4 separate regions of the Mus musculus genome follow, and all the other regions are linked to region 4. Evidence: chromatin contacts called from public Hi-C, HiChIP or PLAC-seq and promoter capture Hi-C data. All regions are on one chromosome and are shown on one strand. Each heading gives the region's core, a stretch centred on a gene start, on an enhancer-like site or on the middle of the called end of the contact. The rest is flanking DNA. Distances are from core to core; before and after follow the strand shown. Region 1 holds the start of Hmox2 (heme oxygenase 2). Region 2 overlaps Ubn1 (ubinuclein 1). Region 3 overlaps Dnaja3 (DnaJ heat shock protein family (Hsp40) member A3). Region 4 holds the start of Nudt16l1 (nudix (nucleoside diphosphate linked moiety X)-type motif 16-like 1).

Region 1 (2,700 bases), core at 65-2,564, 210 kb before region 4:
AGCTTACATAAACTACTTTCTTGTAACTCTGTCCCAATAAAATCCAACACCCTGGTCCTGCTCATGCAGAAACTGCCTTCATACTTTGGTCATCAATTAGATTATCTAGGCTGCTTCCAGAACTTGTTGTTTTTTTTGTGAATAGTGTTGAGTAGGAAAAGATTCTGCAAATTTGGTTAAAGCTTCTAGTGTGGAAATCTTCCTAGCTTGTGGGTGCATCGTGCACCTGAATAATAGAGAGGTAGAAAGAGAACATTTGTTGGGTTGGGGAGACATAACTCTGCAAAAGTAAGGAACTTTTCTATGTCCTCCTTGCTTAATGACACGGAGACCTTTATATTTATTATAAAGGTGAGGCGCAGAGCCAGGCAGACTCTAAGCTATTCTAACCAAGTATGCTGGCCTACTTCCCAGCCATGTGGACCTTTCCTGCCTTCTCAGGCTTGCTCTGGCTCCTCCTCCTTCATTCCTGTTCGGATTCCTGTCTCCCTTCTCTCCCACCTGAGATGCTCTCTCTGTCTCTGGCCTCAGAAGTCCTGCCATATCCTCTCCTGCCCAGCCATAGGCTATTAAGCTCTTTATTTAACCAATCAGGAGGTGATAGAGAATAATATTTTATAAAATACTGAGTCATACTAAAGTCGAGACTGGAGCTGGACCTCTGGGTACAGGAATCAGACAGAATACAGAGTGCACAGAAATGTCCCTCAGCATAACTCAGTAAGAGAGCTTACTCAAAATCTAGAATTCCATCTCCAGCACAAAACCAAACCAAAACTTTAATAGTTAAAAAAGTAATTAAGTGCTGGGCAGTGAGTGGTGGTGCATGCATTTAATAACCCCAGCACTTGGGAGGCAGAGGCAGGCGAATTTCTAAGTTCGAGGCCAGCCTGGTCTACAGAGTGAGTTCCAGGACAGCCAGGGCTATACAGAGAAACCCTGTCTCGAAACACCCCGCCCCCCCAAAAAGAATCTATTAATTCTTCCCCAACAAGTTACATTCCCAACCCTTTTGTGTTTTTGTTTGAGCACTGACAAATGCTCACACTGTAGCCCAGGTTGCTCTTGAATTCTCCAGGTTGCTCTTGAATTCTCCAGCCTCAACCCCACCCCTGTCCCCCACCGAGTGCTGGGATTCCAGGCTTGAGCCCCCACTCTCGATCAACAAGCAGTTGGCTTTGGCTGACACGCTTCCTTCCTCTCCGGTTAACATTACTACTCCCCACTCCCGAAGCTTTCTCAGAAGGCAGTGTCGGCTCGCCCAAGAGCCTCCCGCTAGCTGCCGTGCGCCTGGGGGCGTGGCCTGGTGACTCCGCCCCTCGCTGCGTGCGCACGTCCTACCGTCCTGGCGCTCGCCCTCTCGGCTGCGAAGGTACAGAGAGAGTCGCAGACGCGGAGACTGACTGACCTGCGGAGCCACTGACGGTGAGTGGTCCGCTCTGTGCCCCGTCCTCCCCTCCCGGGTCCTTGCATGGCGGCGGCCTTCTTCGAAGCTCTGCTCCGCTGTCCCCCCGCGACTCGTCCTCAGCCTGAGGGGACGTCGGGCGGGGGGTGGCCGGAAGCGGGCTGAGGCGGGCGAGCGAGCGAGCGGGAGACTGGGGGTCGGAGAGGGGCCACCGAGCGGGCCTTGAGCGTCAAATGAGCCCGAAACCGCGGACGTCGCGCTCTAGACGGCTTTGAGCTCCATCCCCAAGAGTCCTCTGGTGTTCCCGTGGGGCATAGCCCCTCCCAGCGTCACGAATGCTCTTGAGGTGACTCCGGGGTCGAAGTTAGTGCAGCAGCGCAGCACATGAGCCTACCTGAGGTCCCGGAGGAGCCCGGGGCGTGGCGGCCTTGTTGGCCAGCCTTCAGTGGCTCCCCTCGGTGGCAAGATCCCTTAGAATCCCTGTGGGGACTTGATGAGTGACCTGTGGTTCTGAGTGCAAGACTGGGAGGACTCAGTCGTAGATGTAGCCGGTTGGTCTGGCCCAGGAGGTCACCTGTCACCACCAAAGCACAGAGCTCCAGGTGACTTAATTGCTCTGTAAGAACTGCCTGGACCGCCTTGCACACTGCTTGCACAAGGACTGTCTTGTGTCATGCCGTTTAAATTGGTTCTGAAGGACCAGTTGTGGCCTGTGTTCAATTGTGGGCACCGCAAACTCAACTAGAGAAGGGAGTGTTCCCGAAAGACAGAAATATCATATACTGTCCAGTTGAGGGAGAGCGCTTGCTCTCCAGTCCTTTCTAAATCCTTGAGTGTTTTACTACCTATAAAGTGAGAATATTAAGAGACTCGTGAAGTAAATCCACGAACATTCCACAGGCGAGATAACAGCACTGAAGATCTTAGTTATGCATAGACATCCTGTGATTTTTTCAGAAGTGGATTAGAGATTAGAAATGGTTTTGTTTAAGTGGTCATACTGGCCTTAAACAGTCTAGTCATGTAGAAGGTTTTGTGCGTTCCTATTTCTGGTATAGTGCTTCAGTTTATAATAGTTATTATAAATGTCATTTAATACATAATTATTAAGAAAGTTTTTTTTGGCGGTGCAGTTTGAACAAGATGAGCATGTATTTTACTACTGAGCCCACAACCCTACCCAGTGTTTTGTGTTTTGAGAAGGAAATCTTGCCATGTAGTGTGCACTAACTGAATTTGAGATCCTCAGGCTCCTAACTGTTAGGATTATGATGAGCTTGCACTATAGTGCCCAG
Region 2 (2,700 bases), core at 32-2,531, 130 kb after region 4:
GGCCACTCAACTACTCCTTTACAGAAGTAATTGGAAGTGATTTAAAGGTAATTGGAAGTACTAGTCCAGAGTTCAGAGGAGAAGGGTCAGGACTTAGATTTGAGGGATCTGCTGAGATGTAGAAGCCTGAGCATCAGGAGTTAAAGGTCAGTATCAGCTTTTGAACTCTGTTTCTGGTGGGCAGGGTATAAAGGACCTAGTAGAATAAGCAAGTGGAACCAGGAGGACCCAGAGATTGCAATTACAAGAAGGCAGAAGAGTAAAGATTTATATATCTTTATCAGAGAGTCACCTTGTTGTCCCCATTTTGTATAAAGTTTGATTTCAGAAACTATATTTTGCCTTAATTTCCAGGTCAGCATCTTTTTGTTCAGGCCAGTGATTCCCAACCCTCTTTGCTCATTAGAATCACCATGTGGCATGTTGAGAGAGATCTGATATTTGGGCTACTTGTCAAGAACATACATTCTTCAGTTCCAACTCCCAAGATTATGTTTTGATTGGCCTGGGGTAGGGAAACCTGCCTAGGAACTTCCATGTGCAGCTAAGAGTGAGAACTACCAGGATTAGTCTTTGCTGTGGTCACTTCAGGGATCTCTAGACTTGTTCTTCAAGTTGTCATCTTTAGTATCACATATGATTTCAGGAGTCTGAGTGTGGGATACTGTACAGATTTTCAAAGGATCTCCTTTAAGTGCTGAAGCTACACAGTCATTTTTTTTTTCCTAATAGGCTTCTCTCTGGGTACTGAGTATGACTGTAGTGCACAGTATTTTTATTACTTTTCATTATTTTTTGATACATAAAAGTCTTTAAATTAGCAGGTCTTACTTAACCTATAGGTTGCAACTCTTTCATAGAGTCACCTAAAACCATAGATATTTGCATTGTGATTCATAGCAGTAGCAAAATTACAGTTACAAAGTAGCAATAGAAATAGTTTTATGGTTGGGGATCATCACAACATGAGTAATTGTGTTAAGAGGTTGCAGCATTAGGAAGGTTGAGAACTCCTGCTTTAAATCTGAGAGGTTTGCTGAAGATCTTACTTGTTTTTCTACCATTGACAGCATAGAAATCGCAATTTACAGGGTGGTTGGTAAGGGCCTGCACACAGAAGCTAGACAGCTGGCTGAGTTGGTCTCTAGCCAGATGTCTCAGGATCACTTCTTTTTCCATGATTAATATGGTTCCAAGAAACTCAGCCCACAGATGCTGCGTCAGCTTTGGGATGACCTTATCTGGGGCTGGGAAATAGGAAGATAGCAGAGTGTTTTGTTGGCAGGTGCTCTTTGGGAGCGATGACTCTGTGCCTGCTGGTGAATGTGAGGGATGCATGGGAAAGGGCACTAATACATTGCTGTCACTGTCTCCTGTGAATCAGGCTGCCAGAGCTGCTGAGGGAGAGAGCAAACAGAAATTCTTCACTCAAGATATTAATGGCATCCTGCTGGAGTGAGTACCATCTGTTTGTTTGTCTCTGTTCTCCTATTTAAAATGAAACAGGGACATTGCATCTATCTCCATAAATGATAGAACTTACAAATCTTCAGCAACGGACATTATTAAAATGATATAGTACATGTATTGTCATAGTTGGAAGAGGATTTCTTGACAAGTATGCGATGAAAAAAGAGAATGCAGAAGAATGAATGACAACCTGGTGACCTCAGGTCTGCTGGGAGTTAGGTGCCTTTCAGGGTTCCTCCTCGTTTTCACTTGTGCTGCCATTTCTCTTCATCCCGTCATGCTTTTCCCAGAGCCCCAAAAACCTGAGGTACTTGGTTGTCTGAACTAATTAATAAGGACAACAGCAAGCATACAAAGCTAAGCCATGTCAGGCCACAGCTTTGCAACCCCTTTCCTGGTTATATTAGGTAGCAGGAGCAGCTTGATGCTCAATAGCAGGGCTTTGCTTATGTAAGGACAGTTGTCAAGGCTTGGATGTTTCCACAAATGGCCTCTACTGAGTAGAATGTGGATGAACCTTTTGGCTCAGCACAGGGCCTCAAAGAGCACCTGTGAGAGTTTTGTGTCAATAAAGAGCCTGCTTGATTGTGTCATATAAAGAAAGCTCGGGCTTTTTCTGTTTGTTTGGCTGGCGTCACTAGAGAGTGAGGATTTTCCTGATCTCATGATCATGGATAGAATTAGTAACTGAAAATCAAAATGTGGAGAAGGCTGGAAAGATGCTCTAGTGCCTATAAGAACTTGACATTGCTCTCATAGAGGACCAGGTTTTGGTTCCTAGTACCTAGATGGTGGCTCACAACTGTCTTTAACAACCTGACTTTTTAACTTTAAGTCCAGGGGATCCAGTGTCCTCTTAAGGTTTCCATGGGCACCAGGCATTCACATGGGACAGACATACACATATAGGCAAAACACTTTGCATAAAACAAAAATAAACCTTCGAAATACTGTCAGGAAATATTTCCTGCCAACTCCAAGCATTTTGTTACTTTCACTTTTAAAACTTTCATATTTTCTTTGTTTATGAAATTTAATACTCCTATCTTTTTGTCTTTGGTTTTGTTTTCTTGACTACCTTTGACTTGGTCTTATCCATGACCTAAGAGCCTTGATTCTTTTTTCCTAGCCAAGTTCTTTCAGCTTGAGAGTTTTTCTTGTTGCTGATGGAGATTTTATCGCTGTGGCCACATGGTTGGTTACATTGTGTGACTATCAGCCTACTTTTGG
Region 3 (2,700 bases), core at 12-2,511, 240 kb before region 4:
ACAAACACACATAACATGTGCACCCCAACCTGTGAGCATCTGCTTAGCAGTGATGACAGTTTAAACAACTCAGGGTTTCAGAGAGAAGCTCAAAGGACCAGCATTAGCACAAGGTACCCCAAGAAAGGGAAGGGAATAAGGGTGAGGGGCATGGATAGAGGCAGACATGTCATAGGCAAATGACTGTCTATAAAGGTAAAGGGGACCCCCCCCCCGTGTTAGGATGAGGTGTTTAATTTTGATTGCTGTACTCCAATTCTTTGATAGTTGAACCTTGGTGGTCAGCGTCAGGAGGAGGAAGTGGCCAAATAAGGGAATAGGCCTTGATGGCTAGCTTTAGGAATGTGATCTAACAGTTTTGCAAGGAAGAGAGAATAGTGAAGGGTAAGGCCTGCCAGAGCCACACTTGCCATGTGTAGGCTGGCTAGAGCCCTTTTCTGAAACGTTGACTTGGCCATCAGTTCCTCACCACTGGCTCAGTGCGTGCCTCTGCGCGAGTCAGACATGTATGTGCTTATGTGCTTTCAAGGGCTGCCTGGAGGAAGTGCTCGGCCACTAACTGTTGTTGGTTCACAGGAGGCTGAGCAGTAGGCAGCAGAACCTGATCCTGAGCTATGCCGAGGATGAGACTGACGTGGAGGGGACGGTTAATGGAGTCACCCACACAAGCACTGGTAAGGTACCTGGGACTGACATGGCGGTGTGAGGGACCTCTGAGTCTCTATTGACAGACATTTCAGAACTTGAGTTTTCATAGGCCCCCAAAAGTCATTGGAAGAGGGGACTCGTGGGTATACAGCCATCTCTCATGGGTGCGTCTCCTATTCACTGCATCCATATATTTAAGAAAGCCCAGGAGCACTTGCTGCCCGGCAGCTGTGCCTAAAAGTTGTTTCCTGAGTTCTAGCCTTGGTTCTGCCACTTGCCCTGTGACTTTGGGCAATTACCTCCAAGAATTCTTTGTAATAGTTTAAGGGGGAGATGAATTGAACAGAGCTATAGACACTTTACTAGGAGTCCAAAGTAAACAGTGCTGACAACAGTATAAAGATACTACCTCCCACTTGATGAACAGATTTGTTGCCTAGGCTCAGATGTCATGAACTCAGACACAAGTGGTTGATGTGTGGGCTGGAGCTTTCCTGTGCCCCTGAGGCTGTTTCTCAGGTGAAGCTTCTGTTGATTGATATAGGTCAGGACAGGTCAGGACAGGACAGGACAGGTCAGGACAGGTCAGGACAGGCTGTGCCCAGCTGCACGTGTTTCTACCTCATTGCATCATTTTGTTTTTGTGGGAACCTGAACAGAGTCCTCAGATCTGGAGTGGCCTTATATTAGTGTGTGGTGGTTTATAGCCAGTATTCAGAGCTAGGGCAGCTTTTCCAGCAGATTAGAGGGAGGATTTGGAGTTCTCAGAGGGAAGAGACAGTAGTGGAAGTGGAAATCCCAGCAGCCTTCCCTGGAAGTTTTGTTGAGCTCCTGTTAAGAACAAGAGCCCTGTTTATAGCTTGACCAAACACCAAATGATATTTATTTTAGTGTTTAGATGCATAATGCATAAACTTTTCTCTTTGTTTTTCACTCATGTTTGCTTGTTTGAGATGGTCTTGGTGGCATGTAACATGAGATCCTACTGCTTAGGCTTCTGAGAGCTGGGATTCAGGCTTGGTCCACCATACCAGTTCTTGTGTTCTCTTTTAAGCTAAATAGGAAGTGGGACAAGTTATTCCATAGAACTCTGATTGTGTGCCTATAACTTCATGACAAGTCCCCAAGGTTTCATAATACACGAGATTTGCTCTGTACACAGGAGCTCCTGTTCTGCAGGGCAGGGCGCAGATGGGGACAGGAACAGTCCATCCTTTTTAGAATGTCCTTACTATTTTCTTCCATTAACCTCTGTTGTCATTGTTTTCAAAATCGCATCTCTTTGGGAGTTTGACTCCCAGATTTGATTTTGTAAAGCAGCTCAGTTGATAAAGTGCTAACCTAAAATCCCTGAGGTCTCAAAACCAAAAACCAATGGGCTTTTTGATAATCTTGCAGAGATGGGTTGGGGAGAGGGTCATGAGGCTCCCTCCTTCCCTCCCTCCAGCACCTCCTGCTGGCTGTATCTAATTCTACTCCATAGCATGTGTTCTCTGGAATGCTAACTGACAGGGGACTCCACGATGCAGTCTGTTAGGTCATTGACCATGTGTAGGACTTTTCTGCATTGAGAACATTTGGGCATCACCAATGTTCCTGTAAGCAACCCCTCATCCATGTCTGCAAGTAAACCCAAAAAACACATTGGTTCCCTCAAGCTGGACATAGTTGGAACTGCTTTCCTGTGTCTGTGCCCATCTGGGGTGAGTAGACATTGTTCACATCCATCTCCCTGGGGTAGTTGATGCAGCATCTAGATGCAGGACAGACAGCAGGAGCACAGCTCACTCTGAGTGGGCACACGGAAAGGAGTGCTGTAAGCAACGCGCTCAGTGAGGCCGGTGCTATTGGGAGCTGCAGAGGTGACTCAGAGACATCGCTGCTCTTACAGAGGACCTGGATTTGGTTTCTGACACCCACTTGGAGGCTTAGAACCATTTCTAACTCAAATTCCAGGGAATTCAATGACTTATTATGGTCTTCTCCATGGGCACCAGGCAAGCACGTGGTGCACATATGTACATGCAGACAAAATAGCTATACACATAAAAA
Region 4 (2,700 bases), core at 201-2,700:
GTGGCGGTTTGTGCTTGCAGGGCAGCACTGCCCACCACCTGCCAGGGAGGAGCCTGAGCAGCTTCCATAGCAGATCCGTTGCCAGTTACCTGGCCTGTAAGCTTCTTACTGATTGATTGTCTAAGGCTCCTGTCAGAGCCCACCTAGAAGCAGGCTCCTAGTGATACTTTGTTTCCAAGGCAGAAGTGGCCCATGAGTGGCCCCAGAGCAGAGGTGCCCCAGGCAGTGCAGCTCCCTGGTGGGTTGGTAGAGGGACCTCAGCTTAAGGAACTGCCCTGCCACTCACCCAGGTGACAGCCTGTAGCAGTGCATGGAGACCCCTTTAGGCTCAGGGCTGCTCGAGCTCTGACTCTAACCCTGCTCCTTCCTAGCACAGCTCTGCACATCCATCTCTCTCTCTTGCTGAATGCACATATGTGCACACATGTCAGCATGTGCATGCTCACTCCCCCACTTCTCACCTGCCAACATCCTGGCCTCTGGCCGTGGCACTGGTGCCAGTACTTTGAAAGATGGGGTGCAGCCTACACACTTACCTGTCTCAGACTCACATGTACTATCATCTGATGTACTCTGATTGGCTAGTTTGGGTTCATTTTTACTGTATATTTATAGTAATAAAATCATGCAGCAATATTCTATGTGTGCCTTTGTTCTGGCACAGCACTATGTAGGCAGCAGCATTGTTGGCTTTTGGTGTAGTGACAGGACACTAGAGTGGTTTCTGGCAGAACTCCTGACAGGTTTTGTTGCTGCCTTCATTTGCTTGTGTGAGAGGGGCAGTGAGTGCCCCCTCCAAACATAGACAATGGTTTATTGCTATTTTGTTGCTTGCTGTGTCTGAAACTGGACTTGGAATTTGGCTCACCTCCACTGGGCAATTGATGAATCTTAGCCTCTAGGTGGGCAGGTGGTCCTAGTTCTTATACCCATCCCAACTCCTGTGATGTTTACTGAACATTAATCAATGTGCCAGAGAGGGGCAAAGCATAAGTAAGGCTTAGGTCCCCTGTCACTTGAGCTGGAGTCACTTAGACATTTAAGTTTTTTAAGGCATGATTTCATAGGCAGTGGAGCCACAAGCTCTGGGTGAAGCTCAGGGGAAAACCAGCCCCCTCATGGATGAGGTGGATATTGAGACTTCAGATGCCCTCTCAGGGATGTTCGGGACTGGAGACTGACACGTCTTGATAATCAGTGTACCTACCTGCTTAGGACAACCTGGTCTCCGTGCGGTGCGTCTTGGTAGCTGTAGTTTTCTGGTGGTTGTGGGGTCTCCTCTGCAACTTGGAGGGTGGCGAACTACATAACTCCACCCCCACCCCACCCCGCCTCCGCCAGGGTCTTTCCTGGGTTCAACCCCAGAAGCACAGGACTGGTGGAGGCGGGCTTTATGCACGTGGAAGCACGAGGATTGGGTCTGGTGTTGTGGGCGGGGTCGCGCATGCTCGTTTGGGCAGTGGGCCTGGAGCACATCAAGATGTCGACCACGACGGTTCCGGAGCTGAAACAGATCAGTCGGGAGGAAGCAATGCGCTTGGGGCCCGGCTGGAGTCATTCATGCCACGCCATGCTATACGCCGCCAACCCCGGGCAGCTTTTCGGACGTATCCCCATGCGTTTCTCAGTGCTGGTGAGGAGCTGGGCGGGCAAGCAGGGCGGATACAGGCTTGGGACGCCCAGTGGACCCCACGTCCTGACCAAGCTTACCTTGCAGATGCAGATGCGCTTCGACGGGCTGCTAGGCTTTCCCGGGGGTTTCGTGGACCGGCGCTTCTGGTCGCTGGAGGATGGCTTGAATCGGGTGCTGGGCCTGGGCCTGGGCGGCCTACGCCTTACCGAAGCTGATTACCTGAGTTCACACCTGACTGAGGGTCCACACCGTGTGGTGGCACATCTGTACGCACGGCAGCTGACATTGGAACAACTGCATGCTGTGGAGATCAGCGCTGTGCACTCACGGGACCACGGTCTGGAGGTGGGGCTACTGCCTGGGGCCCGCCCCCATTCCCACTCCTGAGGTTTGGCTCTGGCACCACAGAAGGCACCTTGGGTAACAAGTACCCCTCAGGGTCCTCACCCTGGCTATGCTGGGTGGGAAAAGGGACTTGGGATCTGGATCATGGGCTGTTTTCATTTGCCTTGTCTGCCATTGTCAATCCTGGGAGTGGGGCTTGGGGTCACTGGAAGGGATGAACAGGGCCTGCTTGGGAAATTGAGACCAAAAAGACCGGGTTGCATGCAGTGTTTGGGATTATCTCCTGAGAGGAAATTGGGGGATTTGTAGATTCTGTGGTCTAAGGGGCATGGAGTGAAACCAGGGATCATGGGGGTTGCTGCCAGACAGGGTGGGGAGTGCATAGGATTGACCTTGGAACTTGGAGAGAAGGCACTTTACTGCCACCAGCCTGGCCTGGCCAGACCCTGCCTGGGTCTCCCCTGTTTCTTTGGCAAACTGGTGGCTGACAGGCATCTCTGCCAGGGTCCTGCCTCTACAAGAAGAGCCCAGCCCCACTCATGCCCTCTGTCCCACAGGTCCTGGGCCTTGTACGGGTCCCACTGTACACACAGAAGGATCGAGTAGGCGGCTTTCCTAACTTTCTGAGCAACGCCTTCGTCAGCACTGCCAAATATCAACTTCTATTTGCCCTTAAGGTACTCAACATGATGCCCTCGGAAAAGCTGGCCGAGGCCTTGGCC

What was found. Promoter capture Hi-C pulls out the DNA fragments that hold promoters and counts their contacts. A called contact is a pair of places that touch in the nucleus more often than the background predicts. HiChIP or PLAC-seq counts read pairs in DNA pulled down with a chosen protein or histone mark.
Region 1: a FOXA1 HiChIP or PLAC-seq map of pancreatic cancer cells shows a contact between it and region 4. The contact joins the promoter of Hmox2 here to the promoter of Nudt16l1 in region 4. A contact is called at or near these places in 19 of 39 promoter capture datasets (the 3T3-L1 cell line, 3T3-L1-derived adipocytes, the C10 cell line and 13 more), 4 of 484 Hi-C or Micro-C datasets (B cells, the HPC-7 cell line, embryonic stem cells and 1 more), 8 of 115 datasets of contacts at active chromatin or transcription factors (the SCID.adh cell line, bone marrow-derived macrophages, effector CD8 T cells and 5 more) and 3 of 9 other capture datasets (adipose tissue, liver and pancreatic islet).
Region 2: a contact with region 4 is called in a promoter capture Hi-C map of hippocampal neurons, with 2.0 times the contacts expected there. The contact joins the enhancer-like site here to the promoter of Nudt16l1 in region 4. A contact is called at or near these places in 13 of 39 promoter capture datasets (the 3T3-L1 cell line, 3T3-L1-derived adipocytes, the C10 cell line and 9 more), 3 of 115 datasets of contacts at active chromatin or transcription factors (embryonic stem cells and stem cell-derived neural progenitor cells) and 4 of 9 other capture datasets (adipose tissue, embryonic stem cells, liver and 1 more).
Region 3: a Hi-C map of embryonic stem cells shows a contact between it and region 4, with 1.6 times the contacts expected there. The contact joins the enhancer-like site here to the promoter of Nudt16l1 in region 4. A contact is called at or near these places in 4 of 39 promoter capture datasets (the C10 cell line, the SN4741 cell line, cranial neural crest and 1 more), 13 of 484 Hi-C or Micro-C datasets (B cells, the CH12 cell line, bone marrow-derived macrophages and 5 more), 9 of 115 datasets of contacts at active chromatin or transcription factors (the 230-238 cell line, bone marrow-derived macrophages, embryonic basal ganglia and 6 more) and 5 of 9 other capture datasets (adipose tissue, embryonic stem cells, liver and 2 more).

Annotation. Positions count from the first base shown.
Region 1 is chr16:4,725,047-4,727,746 of GRCm38.p6, forward strand. It overlaps Hmox2 (heme oxygenase 2), which reads left to right and starts at 1,315. Exons shown (of 6, transcript NM_001136066.2): 1 at 1,315-1,425.
Region 2 is chr16:5,069,265-5,071,964 of GRCm38.p6, forward strand. It overlaps Ubn1 (ubinuclein 1), which reads left to right. Exons shown (of 19, transcript NM_026666.4): 9 at 1,385-1,455. Among named protein-coding and RNA genes, the nearest start is that of Gm23483, 9.7 kb to the left of the region's middle. Within about 2 kb of position 1,282, at least 25 of the 459 cell types and tissues checked have an H3K27ac peak or open chromatin away from gene starts, as enhancers often do. A contact at or near this core is called in hippocampal neurons and pancreatic islet, where this site is marked.
Region 3 is chr16:4,701,635-4,704,334 of GRCm38.p6, forward strand. It overlaps Dnaja3 (DnaJ heat shock protein family (Hsp40) member A3), which reads left to right. Exons shown (of 11, transcript NM_001135112.1): 10 at 577-674. Among named protein-coding and RNA genes, the nearest start is that of Nmral1, 16 kb to the right of the region's middle. Within about 2 kb of position 1,262, at least 14 of the 459 cell types and tissues checked have an H3K27ac peak or open chromatin away from gene starts, as enhancers often do. A contact at or near this core is called in embryonic stem cells and liver, where this site is marked.
Region 4 is chr16:4,937,661-4,940,360 of GRCm38.p6, forward strand. Nudt16l1 (nudix (nucleoside diphosphate linked moiety X)-type motif 16-like 1) reads left to right here and starts at 1,451. Exons shown (of 3, transcript NM_025839.4): 1 at 1,451-1,633; 2 at 1,718-1,978; 3 at 2,536-2,700. The coding sequence starts at 1,481. Mgrn1 (mahogunin, ring finger 1) reads left to right here. Exons shown (of 17, transcript NM_029657.4): 17 at 1-636. It overlaps Gm16861 (predicted gene, 16861), which reads right to left and starts at 1,925. Exons shown (of 3, transcript NR_037666.1): 1 at 1,711-1,925; 2 at 1,208-1,504.